Linked DNA regions of Arachis hypogaea: region 1 is linked to region 2. A link is a contact called in public Hi-C data. All regions are on one chromosome and are shown on one strand. The core of a region is the stretch at or near the end of the contact, and the rest is flanking DNA. Distances in the headings are between cores, read along the strand shown.

What was found. Hi-C and Micro-C count contacts between places; a contact is called where the count stands out from the background.
Region 1: a contact with region 2 is called in a Hi-C map of leaf, with 1.9 times the contacts expected there. The contact joins the promoter of LOC112722347 here to the promoter of LOC112722344 in region 2. A contact is called at or near these places in 2 of 8 Hi-C or Micro-C datasets (both in leaf).

Annotation. Positions count from the first base shown.
Region 1 is chr11:107,035,625-107,040,803 of arahy.Tifrunner.gnm2.J5K5, reverse strand. LOC112722347 (probable inactive poly [ADP-ribose] polymerase SRO5) reads right to left here and starts at 3,182. Exons shown (of 5, transcript XM_025773341.3): 1 at 1,930-3,182; 2 at 1,568-1,809; 3 at 1,307-1,440; 4 at 1,122-1,217; 5 at 1-155. The coding sequence starts at 2,402. The coding sequence ends at 15.
Region 2 is chr11:106,801,439-106,806,593 of arahy.Tifrunner.gnm2.J5K5, reverse strand. LOC112722344 (GDSL esterase/lipase At5g62930) reads right to left here and starts at 3,369. Exons shown (of 6, transcript XM_025773337.3): 1 at 3,235-3,369; 2 at 2,901-2,978; 3 at 1,041-1,181; 4 at 671-747; 5 at 1-32. The coding sequence starts at 3,333. It overlaps LOC112722345 (GDSL esterase/lipase At5g62930), which reads right to left. Exons shown (of 6, transcript XM_025773339.3): 5 at 4,523-4,687; 6 at 3,857-4,151. The coding sequence ends at 3,983.

The DNA.
Region 1 (5,179 bases), core at 1,933-4,432, 230 kb before region 2:
GTTTGGCTACCAAGTTAGTAAGGCCTTCTATCACGTTCTGTATTCCTCCCTCCCTTCAATCCACTAACACAGTTCATAAAAGACACCATATTCTGTCCACGAAGATGGTTTTCCGGTTGCCATGACCTTGCGTCTTTAAAGCTTGCAGGTATTTTCTGGAAAAAATATTAAATATACCGGGTTAGAAGATCACTTCTACAAGCCAAAATAATATAAAGTGGCAAAGGAAGAAGGCATAATCTACACAAAGGAGAAAAGAAAAATCAGTGGGACCATATTCATACTCTAAATCTACAACAGTTTCAATATTGGATTCAACTACTTATTTCTTTCAAGAGGACGAAAGACTCAAACCTAAGGCAGCGGAGAAATTTAGTAGAAAAACAAGTCAATGAGCATAGTCAAAGATGTGCTTTCTCCTTGTGTAACAAATTAAGTTAAACTAATTTGAACACCACCTTTAATTTGTTTCACTTTGAAGGTAATTCACTTCGGGCCTTTACAATTCCATAATTATCCAGACACAGGAAGAGCGTTGGGTAACATCCACAGCTGAGATGTACCCATGTGGGTAAGAGTTCAAAATTCAATGAATTTTATGTTACCTTAATACCTTTTTCTTTATTTCCAAATACAATACCAGGTAAAAACTGGATACCCTCTTCATTTCAGTCATGACCATAAAAAATATCGACTTCAACAGAAGCACTTGGGAGAGAAGGAGGAGGGGGGAGAGATTCTATTCTGAGCAGGAAACACATATTACTGTGTCTTCAGCCAGTTTTGCTGCTCCAGCAATTTAAGACCCCAATATCTTTAACTTGAGGGTAGGTGATCTCATTTCCCCAATTTACATGCCACTAGTTCTTAATACTCCAGAATGTCGGGTAATGCTAAACATTCACCAATGCTCAAATGCCATTCAAATTCATACAGTACAAAGCAATCTTTGCACAATTCAATATAGCATAGCATCATCTGTGAACCATGATATAGTCTTATCGACTTGAACTGCAGTACTACAGTGTTGTGCTTGTAACTTTACAGAAAATCCCAAGTGCAAGGACCACATCATTAGACTAAATTTAAAATCAAAATCACCAGAAAAATATTAAATGTACCTTCTCCCTAAAAGATTTGATGGCCGCAACGAGCAGTTTGTCTCCTGCTATTACTCTTACTTTCTGTATCAATTGATGCCGTGAAATTTTCTTTTCCTGTTAAGACATAGGAAACGCAGACTCGGTCTAAGTTAAAAAAAGATTATCAATGTCGAAACTCTGGACACAAGTTATGAAGCACTCACTTTATAATCTTTGTGAAACTTGGAAATCAAGGCAATATCAGAGGAAGGCAAAATCTCAGAAAGCACAGAAATCAGAGCGGGGAATGGCATCCAAGGGGAAGAAGGTTTCAAAGGCTCTTCAATCCTCACATGACCTACAACAAAATCACGAAAAGATCAAACACATGCAGCATTATTACTAGAGTATATTACTATTACTTCTAGTTCATAGCAAAATAACTGAATTAGCGAATAAAACAGTAGCAAACAGAATGCACCAACCTTTTGAGGGATGAAGTTTAAAGCTTATAACGAATTCAGGCAAGACATGCGTGTTGACCCGTTGACTCCAAATGACGTACCCCTCGGGAGATGAGAAGCTGCCGTCCATACCGGAATCATAATCTTCCGAACTTGAACCGCATGGATCGGAGCCACGTGGCACCATCTCCACTCTCCCCAAGATAACGCGGCACAGAATCACATGCCTCAGACCATCTTTGTCAACGCCACAGCTTTTCACACTGTTTATCCAATCAAATTCAATTATTCACAAAAATCAAGATCAGCAACTAATAATAATAATAATAATAATAATAATAATAATAATAATAATAGATAAGGATCAAGAATTTTGCGCGTGCCTTTTGAGAGGAGAATCATCCGGCGAAAGACGAAGTCCGTCACGGAGAGGCATCTTCCCACCGAAACCGTGCTCAATAATGTCTTCAACCTCTTCCTTGCTCGAAGCACCATACCATGCATACTTCACGTTGGGATCGCCGCCACGCAACTTCGCAACGGCACGCGCGAAGATCTGGAAGCACTGAACACGCGCCTGCGCCATTACAGAACGCCACGCATTTCTGTGAACCGAAACGACGTTGGATTTCAACCCGCACGATGCTAGTCCCTTAACTAATCTGCTCTGAACGAGGTCGCGAGCCTTGTCTCCTTCGGGGAGTCTCACGAACCTTTCATCGAACACGTTGCGTGCATCACCGGAGACGCTGCTCTCGCAATCTGAAACCGAAGAGTCTTCGTCGCCGCAGGCGTAATCTGAAATTGAGATCTCCGACGCCAAATTCGCGGAGTCATCGTAAGTCCGTCTCTCCATTATGCAAAGAATTAGAAAGAAAGAGAACAAAAGAATTGTATACAATTATTTGTGTATTTATAAGATGAGAGAAAAAGAAAACTAATTGCAAAGAAGGTTAAGTAATTGTGTTTGTGTATTGAAGAAGTATAAGTTCATGTTTGATGAAAAACTTGGGAGGAAAGAAAAAGCGACGAAAATCAAAACGGTAACGGCTTCAGTGACAAACACGAATTTGTTTGCAGAGTCAGAAGAGAAGAAAGAATCAGAGATGTCAAGTGTTTTAAAGCAACAAGGGAAAACCGCCATACGAAGGGAACTTTTTTTTTTTTTTTGGTAATGAGGCGGTGTTTTTATTTTTGCTGACTTTTGCGGGCGCTAACTGTTTTCGTAATGCAGATTGGGTCTCACATGGAGAGGTCTTTGATTATTTTCAAAACCGTCTTTCATATGCAATTTACGATTTTACCCTTTCTTAACGGGTTAGTTCGTTTGCATACTTGGGCAATAAGGCAAAGGTCAAAGTTTAGATGGACTTTATAACTTGTGCTGCACTTGTTCTATTTTAATTTCTAAATAATTGTGGCATCGTGGGGGCTATGCTTTAATTTTGTGAATTTTGTTTTGTACTCAATTTTGTGAAATTTAATTTATTACATGGCATGTCTATCGTGTGGACAGAGCACCATTGAATGCTTTCTGTAACTATCTCGATAGGTCAATATTGAAAATTGTGAAACTATGTGTATGTCTATTATGTTTTGGGAGGAATTATTTGTGTGTTCCGTGTTAGTAGCATCTTCTTCTTCAAGTGTTTCTATTTTTTTATATATATATTTTTTTTATGATCTTCTGCCAGTGTTTCAATTTAGTAGGTATAGGATTCTTTTGAGATAGGTCGGCAAATCGATATCTTTTAGGGTTACTTAAGTGCTAAGTACGTGTATTTGTTGAAGGCTTAGGAATAACCTTGTATGAAAAGATGATATTATTTATCAAAAACTCTATTAAAGAAGCATCGGGAAAAAAAATTAAGAGGTATCAAAGGTGTGCGACTAATAATTTTAATTTATTTTAACTAATATTTTTAGTTAATAGTATAATAATTTAGTATTATACTTTTTATTTATATTTTTAAATATTAACAATTAGTTATTAATCAAAGATAATAAATTATAATAATCCTATAGTATTGTTTATATAGTAATTGAAATATCTCTTATACTACATTACACACTATTATTATAAGTATTGTTTATGAAACATACTTTTTCTTCTCATAAATTTAGTGATCAATATGTGATTCTATAATGAATAAACGAATAGAAAAGGGAAGATATGATAATAAATAGCCAATAAATAATAGCTCAAATGGCATAATCTGTCTATATTCAATTAAGAGATTGCGAGTTTGAATCTCTTATCTTTAATAAAAAAAAAATATTATGATAATAAATAACACGTAAATATAATCATGATTAAAAAAAAGTGGTGTTTAAACTAATGGAAACGCCATTGATAAAGATCATCATAAAATAAACAATCTTTATGGAAAAAAAGGGGAGAAAATGATAAAGGAAATAAAGAAAAGCTATTGCTGATGCTGCCTACAGAAAAAAAAAAAAAAACACAGTTAAATCTTAATTATTGGCTTTTCTAGTTTCTAATAATATCATATTTCATATTCTTTTACATTATAACATAATATATAAATATAAATAAACGACTATATTATATATACACCAAAACCAGTCATTAAAGTCAACTATCAATAATTTTTGTAACTTAAATCATTCTCTTTGGGTCAGTTATATATTTTGTACCTGGTTGTTAGTTTTTTTTTTTTTGGTGACTACCCGGTTGTTAGTTTGTCCACTTAGTTTTTATTCATTTGGCCATATATCTTTTTTTTTTTCGGATAAACTTTGTACTTCTCATGGATGACGTTTTCAAAAAAGCAAGGTTAAGAGATAAAAACAAAATAATAAAAAATATATTTTTTAAAAATTCATAATAAAATATTATTAAAATTTATTTAATAATAAATTATTAAATATGATTATTTTATTAAAAATACTAAAATAATAGTAAAAAGATAATTTTTTTTAAAAATCTTAAGAAGACAACTTTAAACTCAAAATCTCATAATTACCTTCATAAAATGCTTAGAAAGTGGTAAGAACATGTTAGTGAGGAAAAGATAAAAGAAAGATAAAATATTGAAGAAAAGATAAAAATAAAAAAAAGTTAGCAAAGCTTTAACGGAAAAGATAAATGTCGATTAGAAAGGCGATCTAGAAGCAATATAGTTAGTATTTGATTTGCGTTTAGGGTTAGGTATTATATGAAAAGTCAAACTGGTTCAATATAGACTTAATGAACCTATGTTTGGGACAGGTTGATTATTCATACCGAAACTGAAATAAATTATAAATTCAAAAGTTAAGAAGAAAAATAAGAGCAGAACAAGAGGCAAAAAGAAAAGAGGAAAAAGAGAAAGAGAATGAAGAGTAAAACACTTATTATATGTTCATCTGCTGCGAGAAGGAAGCCAAATAGATGGTGGTGCAACCACTGAGAATACTTTCCTGGTATACTTAGAAATAATCCTATTCTGTAAGTCAAAAGACTCTTACAATGTGTGTGTGTGTGTGTGCTCCTGTAAGTCAAATGACTCTTACAATGAGTGTGTTGGGAAGACATAAGTTGACTAGTGTCGTCTTGCAAGTCAAAAGAGTCTTGCAGTGGGTTGCTAGTGCCACCCTGCAAGTCAAAGGACTAGTGTTGTGGGTATTGCC
Region 2 (5,155 bases), core at 2,120-4,619:
ACAACTTCGGTGCATTCTCACCAAGTAAAGATCTGCAGAATCCAACAAAATAATATCTCAAAAAATGAAACTAACAACTGTTTTGCTTGAAATGGAAGGAAGCGAAATGAAGGGTTTGAAGGTTCAAAACTTGCAAAACAGTGTCTCAACGGACTCAAAGTTAGAACTCTAAAAACAACCAGAGAATACAGTAGCAATGATGTTATACCATATAATGTGGAGTGGGACAAGGTTTAAATACTGCTGAAGTGCTTATTTAATCACTGGTAATAATCACACATCAATAGAGGATTAATCGCAGAAGATTTTGTCTTTGACTATATACTTACAATAACAGAAGATTAATCGTATGGTGTGTTGTCTGATCTATCTGAATCCACACAGTGGGACAAGGCCTAATTGTTGTTGTAGATACTTGCAGATGCAGTAACGACTAAGTGAACTAACAACAACTCAATATGATGGCATGAAGTGTAGCAACTAGCAAGAGAGAACAAGATAGACTTGTAGATGGACATGGCTGGAGGAGAACAGTCAAATTGAGGTTTGGAAAAGATGGATACTAGTGGTGATAATAACTGCAATTATACTGGTTGTACCAATAGTTGAATGAATGCACATTATGAATGTTGACTGTAAAAATAAGGAAGGAAAGGATTTATTATCGTACTTTAGATATTCATGGCGCCGTTCCCCATAAAATGGAGGTGGAGTAATGAGCACAATAAGCATGGTTGGAGAACATTCCTGGAACCAAACTATGACCTATAGTTAATAAACATAATATAACTGGTACTTAATGGCATAAGGGTTTGTTCTTGGCTTGTTGCCATGCCCAAGTATTGCTAATTAATTCAATGCAGCAGCTACATAGAAGAGACAGCAAAGGTTCAAAGAAAAACAGTGTGACTTTAAAAACTTTTTAACATTCCAGAAAATCAAGACAATGTCATACAGAAGAATATAGTGTCTCCAGAGTTACATTATAGTTACCAGAATGAAAGTGCACCCTTAAATTTAAGGAGAAAAAAAGATTTAACCTTTAAGTGCAGAACAATTTTTCTGAGATTTTGTTTGTAGTCTTCAATGGGTACATGGAACCTTTCATTGGTTCTTCCTGACAAGGCTGCATCATTAGCACCAAAGAAAATTGTGGTAGCAATTCGAGCTTTAGATGAGTCCTGAAAAAGGAAACCAGCCACACAAATAAACACACTTGGAGCTCAACATTAACTAAGCAATTTACCAAAATTAAGTAAAGAACCTCTATTTAGTTAATGAAGAAAAGATGGGGGTAACAGAGGCTCGGAGCTGTTGATAAACTATGATGTAAGAGTGTCAAAATATTTTAGTTTAATCACAAAAATATATAAGCTTCATATTCAAAATTTTCCGACTAAATACATTTCAAATTCCTATCCATACCAGTTTTCTCTTCCTATCATTCTATTTTAAGGCAAGTTGGCAACACCAGGTTGACACAAACAAAATTAAGGACCTAGATTTAAGGACTTAGCAAACAGATTTTGTAGATCGGAAGCAACACCATATTAAGAAACTTGTCTTGTGAGGATTTTAATGCACCTCAAACGGGTGTGAATGCTTGAAAATCCTGAAACGATAGATTAGAAGATAACTATCGTGGAGAAGAACATTGTGTGTTTTGTGTTATCTTTTACTTTACTTATTAAAATATTTTTATTAGATATTAATTGTGTCTAGAAAATATAACAAGTTTTTTATTTAAAAGGAATTTTAATTTAATAAGATCTCGTTAAAATTCTTAAAATTCTTATAAGAGATCGAAACATGACATATATATATATATAATATAAAATAATTTTTAGATAAATTATAATGATATTTTGGTATTTTATTAATATTAAAATATAAATTAATTTTTTAATTATTTTTAATATTTTTTTTTTATTTATATAAAATATTTAAAATATATTTTGTTTTAATAATTAATAATATATACTATTTCTAAACTCATTTTAAAGAATACATGTTAAGAATAAAATTGATATACTGATATATAATAGTATTTAAGTGTGTCTAAATATACTTAAAAGAAATTTTATATTTTATTAAAATGCGCTTGGACACAAAAGATACGTATTGGACGAGTGTCAATAAGTGAGTGTGTCTAAAATTGACAAATTAAAGAAGTGTTCCTGCTGGATAAGGTTGTTTAAAACATTCAACATGTTTAAAATAAAAGAATCATCTCTATTTTTTTTCTTAATGTTCATACCTGGGCCAACTAATAAAGCCCAGCCCACGTCCTTGTTAGCAGATAAGCTACCTTTGAAATTAGGCCACCGAAACTGGCTCAACAATAGCAAAACCAATCCATGTGCCAACTTGACTTCAGAAGTAAGCTAGATATTTTTTCTATTACTTCTATTATGAATTTATGACTATTAGGGAGATAACCAACTTAAACATGGGGTAACTCCTCATTGTGAGGGAATAACCATCCATCTTCAAAAACCATCTCCAGTAAATAACTATATTCTACCTTATTACTTTATAAATATCCCAACACGTAACACTTCAGAGTACTTAACAATTTTTTTCTAAAGTTATATCTTAATACCGTTAAACTTATATAAGAAAATATTTTTCCCCCCTAAAAATGCCAATCCATACTAAATCTTGTGACCGAGAAAGAGACGAAAAACACTAACAAAAACGCTAATCCTTTCAAATTCTATACCCAAAAGCCAATAAAATACAGACATGTAAGAGAGAATTGGAGTATAATTCACTTTAATATTATTTATATTTTACTTAATTAATTAATTTTATTTGCCCCTGTAATGATTGTTCCCGGATCTACAAATTGGGGAATGAAGAACATGATGAGTTGCATTGAGTAGTGCATAGTAGCGTACCAGCGGGAAGATGTGATTGAGCAAGAACAAAGCCCACTTAGTGTTGTAACCCGCATAACCACGAAGGACTACATCCGCCTGAACAATATAGATTTTCACTTGGTTTGAGAAAAAAGAAAGAAAGAAAGAGTGATATAAAATTAATTTACTAATTTATTTTCTCTTATTCATCAAGTCAGGAGTATAATACTTTATTTTTCTAAAAAAAAACACATTTACTTAATAGACACTTATTTGTGAATTTTCTTTTAACAATTAACATAGATACTTATCTGACTATCTGAGAGTAGAGAAAATTAGTGTAACTGAAAGTTAATTGAAAATAAAGTGTGACCTGGCGACAATAGGCGTTGGCAAGAGCAGCTCCCCAACCACCTGGCCGGAAGGATTGTTCAGTTATGGAATCACCAAACAGCATGATTTGCCCCCTCATTTTTTTACCCGACGATTCTTTCAAAAGAATAACGTGGATGTGTTTTCAGTTGATGGATGATTATTAACGGGATAAATGGACTGAAAGGAAATGAAATTTAATTCAGCATTAATGTGATTCGAACCAAAATTACGATAGCATTTATTAACGAGATTGAGAAAAATCCAATTTCTTACATTTTACTTAGTTGCCCGTTATATCATTTTCTTTTTTAGTTTGCTTCAAAATATCTATTATTCTCCTTTTTGTAGTTAATATATTAAATTATAATTTATTTTTTAGTAAGTGTACACTGAATAATAGTACCACCGAAGGCAAAAGAGAATGGAGGAAGGCCAATTCTATGGTGCCTTTTGTTTAGTGTCTAACTTTTGTCTAAATTACTTTTTATAGTAACTTTAAAATATTTTAAATTTTTTAACTTTTATACTTTTAAATTTAGAATTAATTATTTTACCCATTTTAATAATTAGGCAATACTTTTTAGACATCATAGACTATGGAGGAAAATAATGCAAAAGTATAAAGAATTTATCTGTCTTGTCATATATGATCTTATACATCTATTTCAGAGTTGAGGAGAAAAATAATAGGTCGCCAAATAGAATAGATTTAGATCGAAGATCCCTACCAAAACCACAATGTGACATCAAAAACATTTCTGCTGAAAAGCTCCCTCGGGATTTTTGGCATCAATTTCTGAGTGATGAGGAAAATCAAGTGGCATATTATCAGCAGAAAGCCCTGCTTCATTGAAAATCTTTATCACTTCTTGGTACACTATTGCATTCCCATCCGGTGTCAGGTGCAACCCATCACTGTAATAGTAACACATCACTGTTAGCATAATATAACTCTTAAATAGGTGGCCATATATTTCAGAAAAGACAATAGTTCTTATCTTACTATACACTAAACCAATGCATAAAAAACCTACAAACACATAAGCATGACGGTTTTACCAATAGAACTATATCATCTACCGTATATAAAGGGAATAATTGATAGGAATTTGGTTATTTGGTATCAAGCTTTTTCTTTCCTAATACTCTTTTTATATATTCATTAAAACACAAGAACTCTTAATAAAAGGTTTACTTACCATCTTGACTATCTTATATTAGAGAAAAGGTGGATTAGTAGGCATCCACTAATAGTATATAACTACAAAGTCCAGGTTGTAACGAACCTCAAAAATTTCTTTTGCCAGCCATCTGTTTCTTGCATCTTGGACCACAGATCAACAGAAAACACACCTATTTCCTTGGCTGTTTCAACACAAGCACTCGCATATTGACCAGTTACTTCATTTGTTCTTTCTGGAAATTTCATTGCATTTTCACCATACAAGGATCTGCAGGATCAGCGTGAAATTAACAATGGCTGAGTTATTGGAAGCTAATGTAAGCAAACATTCTTTCTACGCCAGATCATGAAACTTAAAGAGCGTGTGTGCGAACTTTTATTTTGGCCAGAAAGGCAGGGAAACGAAGGGACTCAAGTGTAAACCTCAGTCCACTTTACAGTTCAAATCATTCCATTCCTTCTCTTTCCCACCAAAATAAAACTCGCAAAACATAGTTCTTAATGGACTCCAAGTGAGCAACAATAAACCAGAGAATGCACTAGCAATTTGGAGTGGGATGAGATGTTTTTGAGGTCTAAATACAGCAGATTTTTTTAATAACTTGGTAATAATCACACATCAATAGAGGATTATCTGCAGAATATTTTTTCTTGAGTATATATACTTACAGGTACATGACACGACAATATAGTGCTGTCTGATCTATCCAATCCACATAGTGGGACAGGGCCAAAT